Regions from separate parts of the Mus musculus genome. Here regions 1 and 3 are each linked to region 2. A link is a contact called in public Hi-C data. All regions are on one chromosome and are shown on one strand. The core of a region is the stretch at or near the end of the contact, and the rest is flanking DNA. Distances in the headings are between cores, read along the strand shown. Region 1 has its middle 140 kb from the start of Gm12022. Region 2 has its middle 140 kb from the start of Gm31268. Region 3 has its middle 12 kb from the start of Gm31505.

Region 1 (2,756 bases), core at 100-2,599, 890 kb after region 2:
CTGTATGTTTATTGCCTTCTTTTATGAAACTTATACAATGCAATTGCAAAGTGCACAATGAATACTGGGACTTGACTCATAAGTAATGAATTGTAAATAATAAGGTTTAGCATCAGCCAGAAACATTTTCACATACTCAAATGCCAGCGTTCTCACCCACATCTCCACGGACTTTAAATCAACACAGAGCGTTCCCACCTTTCCACAGCGTCCTTCTCAATGACGCAGACTGCCAACTGACCTGCAGCCCTGACAACGAGTGCATCCTTGCTTAGAGTGGAAGAGAGAAACCTTTCATGTACAATAAAGAGAGGTTTTAGGCTTTATTTTTTGTTTTGTTTTGTTTTTGTTTGTTTTTTCAGAGGTCTTTTTCAGAGATGCAGAGATGGTTCAAGGATAAAATAGCCATTTAGAAATGTCAAAGGAGCAAATTTCTGAGCTGAAATCATTTTGGAAAAGGATTTGCTTATAAAACACACTGGAAATATGTTGTCAAAACAATGTTATTTGGAAGTTCAAGAAAAGCATGTCCTTAGATCTCTGTCCCAAGTGCTGGTGACATGACAGCACCTTTGAGCCTTGCTTCTTCTGAGCCTCGTCTTCAAGGTCAAGCTGTCATTTCCACCATCTGCCTGCATTCAATCTGTCCTTTCTATGGCATTTTGAGAAATTAAGTTAAATTCCATAAACACAGAAATCTTAAGTCGCAAAGATATAAGTAGATGGAAAACTGCCAACCTTCTTCTCAGCATCGGCAGCAAATCAGCTCTGTTTTATAAATGTGGAAACTAAAGTTGAGAAATGTTACAAAATCTGATGCACTACTGATTGCACAAAGTAAGACAAAGTCAATAGTCAAAATCTGCTACTGCTCACTAAACGCATCTCCCCTTAAACAGCATGGAAGAGCCATGACATTCAAATTTGCTTAAATATGTGTGCAGCATGAAAGTGTGGCACACCCTTTCAAGAAAAGCACCCTTCCTCACTCCCCACACACCTGGCTACCTCTACCAGATTCATGTTTCTATAAACTGTTATACTACTTGTAACACTGGGATATAACAATTATTTAATTGAATTTTTGTAGCAGATGGTGTAAGTTTATAAATTGCCTCAATTAATGAATAAATAAAAACAAACTGTTGCTCTCATTAGTGTCCCTAAAATATGTAAATGACACACATTTATTTTCATGGCTCACAGATGGAGATGTTGAGGCCCATGGAGGCTTGGTTTGCTTTTGGGCAGGTAGACAGATATTCAATCCCAGAAGAGCTAACAGACTGGCGGTGACTCATTCTTTCTTTTTTATCCAGAACAAAGCTTAAGAGAGTCTGTTTAGAGTGCTTTCTTCCTGTCTCCTTATCTAGTGTTCTGTAATCTAATTTGGCCTTGGCATAGAACAAGTTGAACCAGCAATGAGAGCTTGGATCACAGTCAAGTCTCTGTGCTTCCCTTTCTGAAAAGTCTCACATCCCGAGGCCAGAGAGAAAGCAACAACGACAGAAAGGTGGAGTCCTCTCCCCTGAAAGTACAAGGAAGAACCTGGGTGTCCTCTGTTCAATCTAGGAAAAGGAAGTGGATGGCTATGTTCTTGGAGGTGTGGCACTTCTAAGAATCCTAACATCTGGAACAGAGGTACCTCTGTCCAAAAGAAGCTCTGAGAAGATGCCACAGCTATTCTTGTCCCAGAAGCCTCCACGGTGGTGCTGGTGTAGGGCCAGATGTTCCAGAACTTTTCATGAGGTAGCGTCACACTTGCGGCATTTCACTGGTAGCGAGTGCCACATTAAAATGCCATTTTAGGCAATTAATATTTTATTTATAAACACTTATAAATATTTATCACAAATGGCTGTTTAAATAGTAGCTTGTGAGAAAACAAATCTATTACATTTGTATTAAAAATTCCTTGGATGCTTAATTAAGGGAATATTTAGACAGACCATGAAAATTTTATACCAACTCCTTGAGAAGTCAGGGACAAACCTAGTTAGACTCTCTCATGAAACTGAGGGAATAAATTTGATAAGATGCCACACAAAATGGGGGCATCCAACTTGAGATCCCACGTCAAAATCTTTTCTTTAAACATTGTAAGTAAGATGGACTCATTCTAAATAAATGTCCTGACCTTACCCACAATCAAACTATGTCTCCTCCTTAAAGGTATCTGACTAAGCGTCGCAGCTTCTTCAGCTGTTTTCATCAGATCGCAAACACAATCGGCAGTCCAATTTTTCAACCAGGAAGAAAAATAGTTATTGCCCACATTGATCTGCTGTAGAGCAGAGTGTCTCACCTTATTCTCTTCTTAAAACATAATCGAAGCATTCTATTTTGAGGTCAACAATTTAACAAAGCACAGATATCTTTGTATACATTTAGCACTAAGAGAACATAAGATAGACTAAGTTCTTTTTACTGGCTATATGAGATTTCAATATTTTGAGAATTAGTGTAATTGTAAATGTGTATTTCCTCTCAGTGGCTGTAGTGTTTGTGTGCTTCGTCCTCTGGATTTGCATGTTGATACTACATAGCACTCTATTAGCTTTCATGCATTTGAAGGGTCAAAAAAACAGTGACCGACTTGAAAAGAGACTTGCAATCCCATCACAAGGTTCCAAGACTTGTTCTTTAGAACATCCTGTGGTCATCACAATGTGTTTCTCAATTATGATTAATTGAACTTGGTTTTTGTAGCAGACAAGTTCACTCTCCTATAGCACTAAGCAGTTTGAAATAGTACT
Region 2 (2,813 bases), core at 274-2,773:
TTAATGATCACTCACAAAGGAGACTGACTAGGTAGGTGGGTAAGGCTGCCAGCTAAAAAAGGGAGGAAGCAAATATCTACTGTCTAGTGACCTGAAAGCAATTCTTCAAGTCTATTCTAGTAGAAGGAATTTCTTTCTCTTGGAGTAACTTGCAATTAAAAAGCAAAGGGCATGGCCGCGAGAATCGGAACTATAGAGAGAAAATATGCCCTTTCTTATGACACTTCTCAGCACACACAGACTGCAAGTTTGCTCATGTTTTGATAAGACTTTAAATAGAGATGTTTGCATTAAAACTTTTTAAAAAATCCTTTTAGCTTTCAGAAATTCAGTTTGTGGGTGGAAAGGGCATGTTTAAGGCAAGAGAATGTGAGTGAGCTGTGGCTGTGGCTGTGGCTGTGGCTGTGGCTCAGTGGTTGAACACTTTCCTGACTCGGGGTTATAACCCCAGCACCAGAAAAAAGGAATCAACTAAACTAGCACAAATCAAAGATCCCACAGGCTTTAGCTCTGATATGATACTATACCCTAATTATCTAGGCCAACACTTATAGAAATAGATGATGAATAAGTAATTTTATTTTTTGGTAGTCATATTAAAAACATGGGGGAAAAAACTACAGGTGAAATTGATTTAATTATTTTTAAATTTAATCCAATTATTACAAATATCTTCTAAGTATGTAATAGGTATAAAAAAAGCTAATTTGCACCCTTCACAGCACAATCCTCCCCTTAAACTCTTTGCTTTTGTATCCATCGATCCAGCATTATTTAAGCACAGCCACAAGTAGCTTGTGGTTACTAGATTACAGGGGAGGTGGAGATGACATCGGTTATACCTCATTGCACACCTTCCTAGTAAACAGATGCCTCAAGAGAGGATTTTTCATTATGATCATTGTCTGAAGAGTAGAGCTTGTAGGCGTAGACTGTTTAAATAGGAGGTGAAATGTCTCTTTAGACAGGCCATGGATTCCAAATTTTCTGGAAGTTACTGGTTTCCAAGCAGGTAGATGCAAGGCATCTAGTTTTTTACCTGTAGAGGGAGCTCTCTCCCCTCTGCTCTCTCTTTAATTTCAATCCCAACCTTGGTTCTTAGAACCCTGCAGTTCTGAGTTCTTTCACCTGGCTTGGTGGAGAGTTTGTGTTTGGCTCCAAACCAGCAGTACTTTCACAATCTGCACACGTTAAAGGCAGCTAAAATGCTAGGACACCAGCCGGGTGGCGGCTTGAATCTGTGATTCCCAGGCAGTCCAGGGAAATGATAAACAAAAGTCTTTTGTGCAATATTAATAAGCTTTAAGCACTCCCCAGTGAGCCTCTTGTCATCCAAGTAAGTCATGTGTATCAAAAGCCCTTATACGTGGAAGTTTGTTTTCATATCTGGCCCACGATGAATGGGAGCCCCCTTTGCCATGTTGTAAAACAAACATTTGTTTATTTTCTGAGCAGAGCTGGCAGTACGACTCAGAAACTGGAGCTGAATGGAGAGCCCCTTTCCAAGGAGGCGCCTTTGAAAACCCTCTGCCGCAGCTTTCCAACTGTCAACTGATCCTGAACTGGGTTTACATTAAGACAATAACAGTGTTTCCTAAATAAATAAGTTAGAGACACCCGTGGGCCTTAATCAAACCCATAAATGGCTTGTAGGGTGGGCCAAAAGGTTTTTTTTTTTTTTTTTTTTTTTTTGCTGTGCAGAGAAATAACGTCTAGTTCATCTTACCATGTATGGGAAGCTTGTGTTTTTGAGACAGAAGGGTTTCTTTATGGTAATTATACTGTTTTTTTTTTTTTTTTTTTTTTTTTTAAACCAACAACAAAAACAAAAACCGCCTGATAGAGCTTTCTCTGGACCTCTGGGACAAAAGAATGTGACACTTTTCTTGGGTGAATGCCACGGTGCCAAGCAGGCATTTTCTAAAGAAGAGAGGTGTGGTCACCCTCCCAGTCGATAATGTAACCCCCTCCTGGCACGTAAAGAAAATAAATGAAAGCTGTAAGATGAACCATCTGCTACTGCGATCTGGCTTCTTTCTTCGTTGACTTGGGGCTTCCGGGAATTCCTTTCACTCCAACAAGTTTCAAGCACAATGGCCTTAGAGGCAGAGGGTGGAAACCAGGAAGCACCACTGAGCGCCGGGAGCTTGGGTTTCTGCGGGTTTTCCCGGAAGGCGGGAATTTCAGCCTCTTACTGGAAGCTGCGTTTCTCCCGTAAAAGACACATTCTAGGGAAAGACTGAAAGCTGAAGAGCTGAAACAACAGTTGCATGTAAATGAAAACAAAAAATTAAATACTACTGCGCATCGTAGGAAGTCTGTAGAGATTCTTTCATACAGGTATCCTCAGCTGTACGGAATCATCATTTGCAACTTTCAGAAACAAAAGCTTGACTATAATATATGTATAATATGACTTTGGTTATAGCACATGCATAATTTTATAACTTACTTTTGGAAGGCTTGGATTTTTTTCATGTGCATTTCCTCAGACTACCATCTAATATTTATAATAATCATTTTTCATTATTATAACTATGTATAATATACAACTAATATTATTACAATGTTATAATAACATAACCAATATTATAACATTGTTTCCACGGATGTACAACTTTCCAAGTAGATGTACTATAATTCACATGTCTGCCTTTTTCTTTCAGGCAACATGGGATGCTTATGATTGCTTTCACAGCACAATTTCTTTCTTGGAGAAATATTAATTGGGATAACCACAAAGTTATTAATACTTAGGGATTTTTAACACACAATATCATATGGTTTCCCAGAAGGACTTGAAAACAAACTGC
Region 3 (2,920 bases), core at 121-2,620, 550 kb after region 2:
AAGTGTTTGGAAACTTGGACTGCATTTTCTTTACCCTCTTCCAGGTTTCTCTGCATAGATTCTTGGTTTTTCATCAAGAGAAGCTTTAGTCATGTTAATTCACCTCTGTACAACCTGTTTTCTGTCTGATTTTTTTTTTTTTAATGCCCCAGTCACTGGCTCCAGAGCAGCAGTAGGCATCGGTCTCTTTGATTCTCTGTGGTATTTTCCCCAGGATTTCTTCCCACATTGCTGTACAGTAAGATTTCTATTTTATTGAAGAATTACCTACTTTTAGCAACAAAGAAATGATTATCATTACTCTGTAAAAGCAGTAGTGCTAAGAATATTTCTAAGCAAAACGCTATAGAAAAAGCAAACAGTATAAAGTAGCTCTTTCTATTCTCTGACAGACCATGAGTTCAAAAAAAAAAATCTTGTTCTTCCCCAAGTTATATTTTAAAGGGGTTAAGCAATCATTCAGATAATCGGACTTCATTGCTTTGAAATTTTATCAAAGTGTCCTCAATCCTTGAGCTGATATCCAGGTCCATTTTGCCAATCGGATAAAGCCTCTTAGATCTTTTTCCTAGAGGCATGAGTGGTTAACTTGATCTTATTGTGCTTCGAAAGAGTCTGTGCTACGCATCATTTTTCATAAGTGCGATTTGTTGTGTTAGGAAAACTCCAGAGAGACTCCTTGTTAGAATGGATTTTGGCTGCCAAGGGCACATTGCTACTAGAACCTCCTTTGTTTTATAGTGAATGAGTTTTAGAAATGTTCTCTGCTTAACCATAAGAGAAACAGAGCAAGGTGAGGGGGAAATTAGCATATGGGGAAATAAAGACTTTATTTCTCAGATTTGGGATGATTTTAAAAGCAGAAGATCAGGGAAGCTAGGCTTGGTGGTGCATACCTTTAATCCTAGCACGCTAAGGTAGAGGCAGAAGCAGGGGGATCTCTGAGAGTTCTCATCTATTTAAGAAATTCCAGGTCAACCAGAGCTAGGAAGTGAAGCCCTGTCTTTAAATAAACAAGGGTGGGCGGGGGGGGGGGAACTGAAAAAAAAAAAGATAAGAGGAAACTATTAACAAAGACCAGCCCTAAGAAAATTCCTTATTTGGAAGCATTGCTTTCATTAAGACTCTTATTCTTCCCCCTCCCCCTTACGTCTCCTTCTCTCCTCCTCCTCCTTACTGCCCCTCCCTCTCGACCCATCCTTAGAAGGTAAAAGGTTTGAAGACAGCTGCCTCCTTTTATTTTACCTTTGTAAAGGCCAGCGATCCCAAGCGCCCACTTGTATCCAGACCAAGACTCACAGCCTTTGCCTGGAAAGAGCACTAGGTGGTGCCCATTTACTTTGCAGTGGAAAGGGGATTCCCCAGGGGAGCAACTCTGGGGAAACTCATCCGGCCCCAGCCTCCTCAGTCAGTGAGAAGTCCTCCTCTAAGAGGTGGTCAGGAGAATGAATGGTGTCCTGTTTTTTTCTCACTTCCTTAAAGCATACCGGACTTGCCCTTTTAGGACACAGCTTTCGTTTAGAGAGAGTGTGTGTTTGCAAATGTGGGGGTGGGAGTAGAGGGGCCTCAAACATCCCCTTTGGAATGAGAAGAGGAATAAAGGCTGCGCCCTCCATCTGTGTGCATAAACAGCACAGCCCGAGTCTCTTGCCAAGACTGCGGTCCTGCCAGATCATCTGGGCATCACGGTGCACATGCTCGCCTTATTTTTCTGCTTTGCCTATAATAAAGCCGTAAAAAATCGAAGAAAGGTGACTCTTAAATTCTACTTTGCATCTTCACAACAATAATTCTTTGTCAAATTAAATCCTGTTAATTTGAAGATTCTGCATCCCAGTGTTAATTTCCACGCCTACTCCTTGATGGGGTGGCTTTCTACTGCTGGGCTTATTCCTTAAAAAATAAAATCTTCTTAGGCTTGCTGAACAGCTTGTTGCTTTGTTTTCAAGGAGAGTAGGTAACTGGCTAAAATGATGTGTTCTCTGTTTTCCTGTTTTCCCCACTCAAGGGGCTGTCAGATCTGTTTTAAAATGTAGAAACACTTGGAAGTTTTCTTTTTTCTTTGTAAAGATCTGTAGCAACTGGCATAATCATGTTAATTGTCACAAAAATGGGAATAAGAGACAATTCATGTAGAAATATATAAAATATTCATCTTTCTGTGACTCTAGTCCCAAAGTTGAGCTGAGTGGAGCTAAGCCCTCCATGTGTTTTTGTTTTGCTTTAAAGAAGGCAAGACAAATGGTTGTCTCAACATCTGACTAGACTCTTCTAGCAAAACCTGGATTCTGTCACGATGAGGGGAGAATAAGACGTAGTTTCAAGAAGTTAAACTAAGGGCAAAGTTTTCTGAAGCCATGAGAACCACTTCTGAGCTCTTGCTGCCGGGTCATATGTCATGGTATGTGGCAGCTGACTGCTCATTAATTCTATTTATATCAGTGTGAGAACCCACCCCACTGAGTACGCATGTGTTAAAATATTCATAAATTATGTTTATTTAGAACAAATATACAATAAATGCCAAAATAAGAGCATTATTTAACCACCAAACTAGCCGACTACTAAATAAGCAAGGCTTTTCACTGCCAATATGGTACAGTGCACTTTGTTAGACTGTCCTATCCAGTATTTCCTTGAGAATGCTCACCTTTTGTTTTCTCAATTCCACAAAGGAAATAGGTTTCACTGAAAGGAATAGAGTTGGGAAACAAAGGATGCTCTGCTACTGAAGAGCAATAATAAATTTGACTAGAGCAAATGAGAAATGCACTTTAGCAATCTAAAATCCAAGAAAGTGTTCACTAATTCATGCACACTTGGACTGAATCGGGCAGTGTTTCCTGAAAACAAATCAAGTTAAGCAGACCAGATGAACTCTTGATAAAGTTGGCTGAAAAAAAAAATAGAAATTTTAATT

The links. A called contact is a pair of places that touch in the nucleus more often than the background predicts.
Region 1: a contact with region 2 is called in a Hi-C map of the N1E-115 cell line, with 5 times the contacts expected there. The contact joins two enhancer-like sites.
Region 3: a Hi-C map of uterus shows a contact between it and region 2, with 3 times the contacts expected there. The contact joins two enhancer-like sites. A contact is called at or near these places in 8 of 484 Hi-C or Micro-C datasets (the N1E-115 cell line, adipose-derived mesenchymal stem cells, cerebellum and 4 more), 2 of 115 datasets of contacts at active chromatin or transcription factors (astrocytes and embryonic stem cells) and 2 of 9 other capture datasets (embryonic tail and embryonic trunk).

The regions. Positions count from the first base shown.
Region 1 is chr11:18,353,657-18,356,412 of GRCm38.p6, forward strand. No RefSeq gene overlaps it. Among named protein-coding and RNA genes, the nearest start is that of Gm12022, 140 kb to the right of the region's middle. Within about 2 kb of position 1,350, at least 2 of the 459 cell types and tissues checked have an H3K27ac peak or open chromatin away from gene starts, as enhancers often do. A contact at or near this core is called in the N1E-115 cell line, where this site is marked.
Region 2 is chr11:17,459,053-17,461,865 of GRCm38.p6, forward strand. No RefSeq gene overlaps it. Among named protein-coding and RNA genes, the nearest start is that of Gm31268, 140 kb to the left of the region's middle. Within about 2 kb of position 1,524, at least 50 of the 459 cell types and tissues checked have an H3K27ac peak or open chromatin away from gene starts, as enhancers often do. A contact at or near this core is called in the N1E-115 cell line, cerebellum and uterus, where this site is marked.
Region 3 is chr11:18,009,916-18,012,835 of GRCm38.p6, forward strand. No RefSeq gene overlaps it. Among named protein-coding and RNA genes, the nearest start is that of Gm31505, 12 kb to the left of the region's middle. Within about 2 kb of position 1,371, at least 35 of the 459 cell types and tissues checked have an H3K27ac peak or open chromatin away from gene starts, as enhancers often do. A contact at or near this core is called in the N1E-115 cell line, cerebellum and uterus, where this site is marked.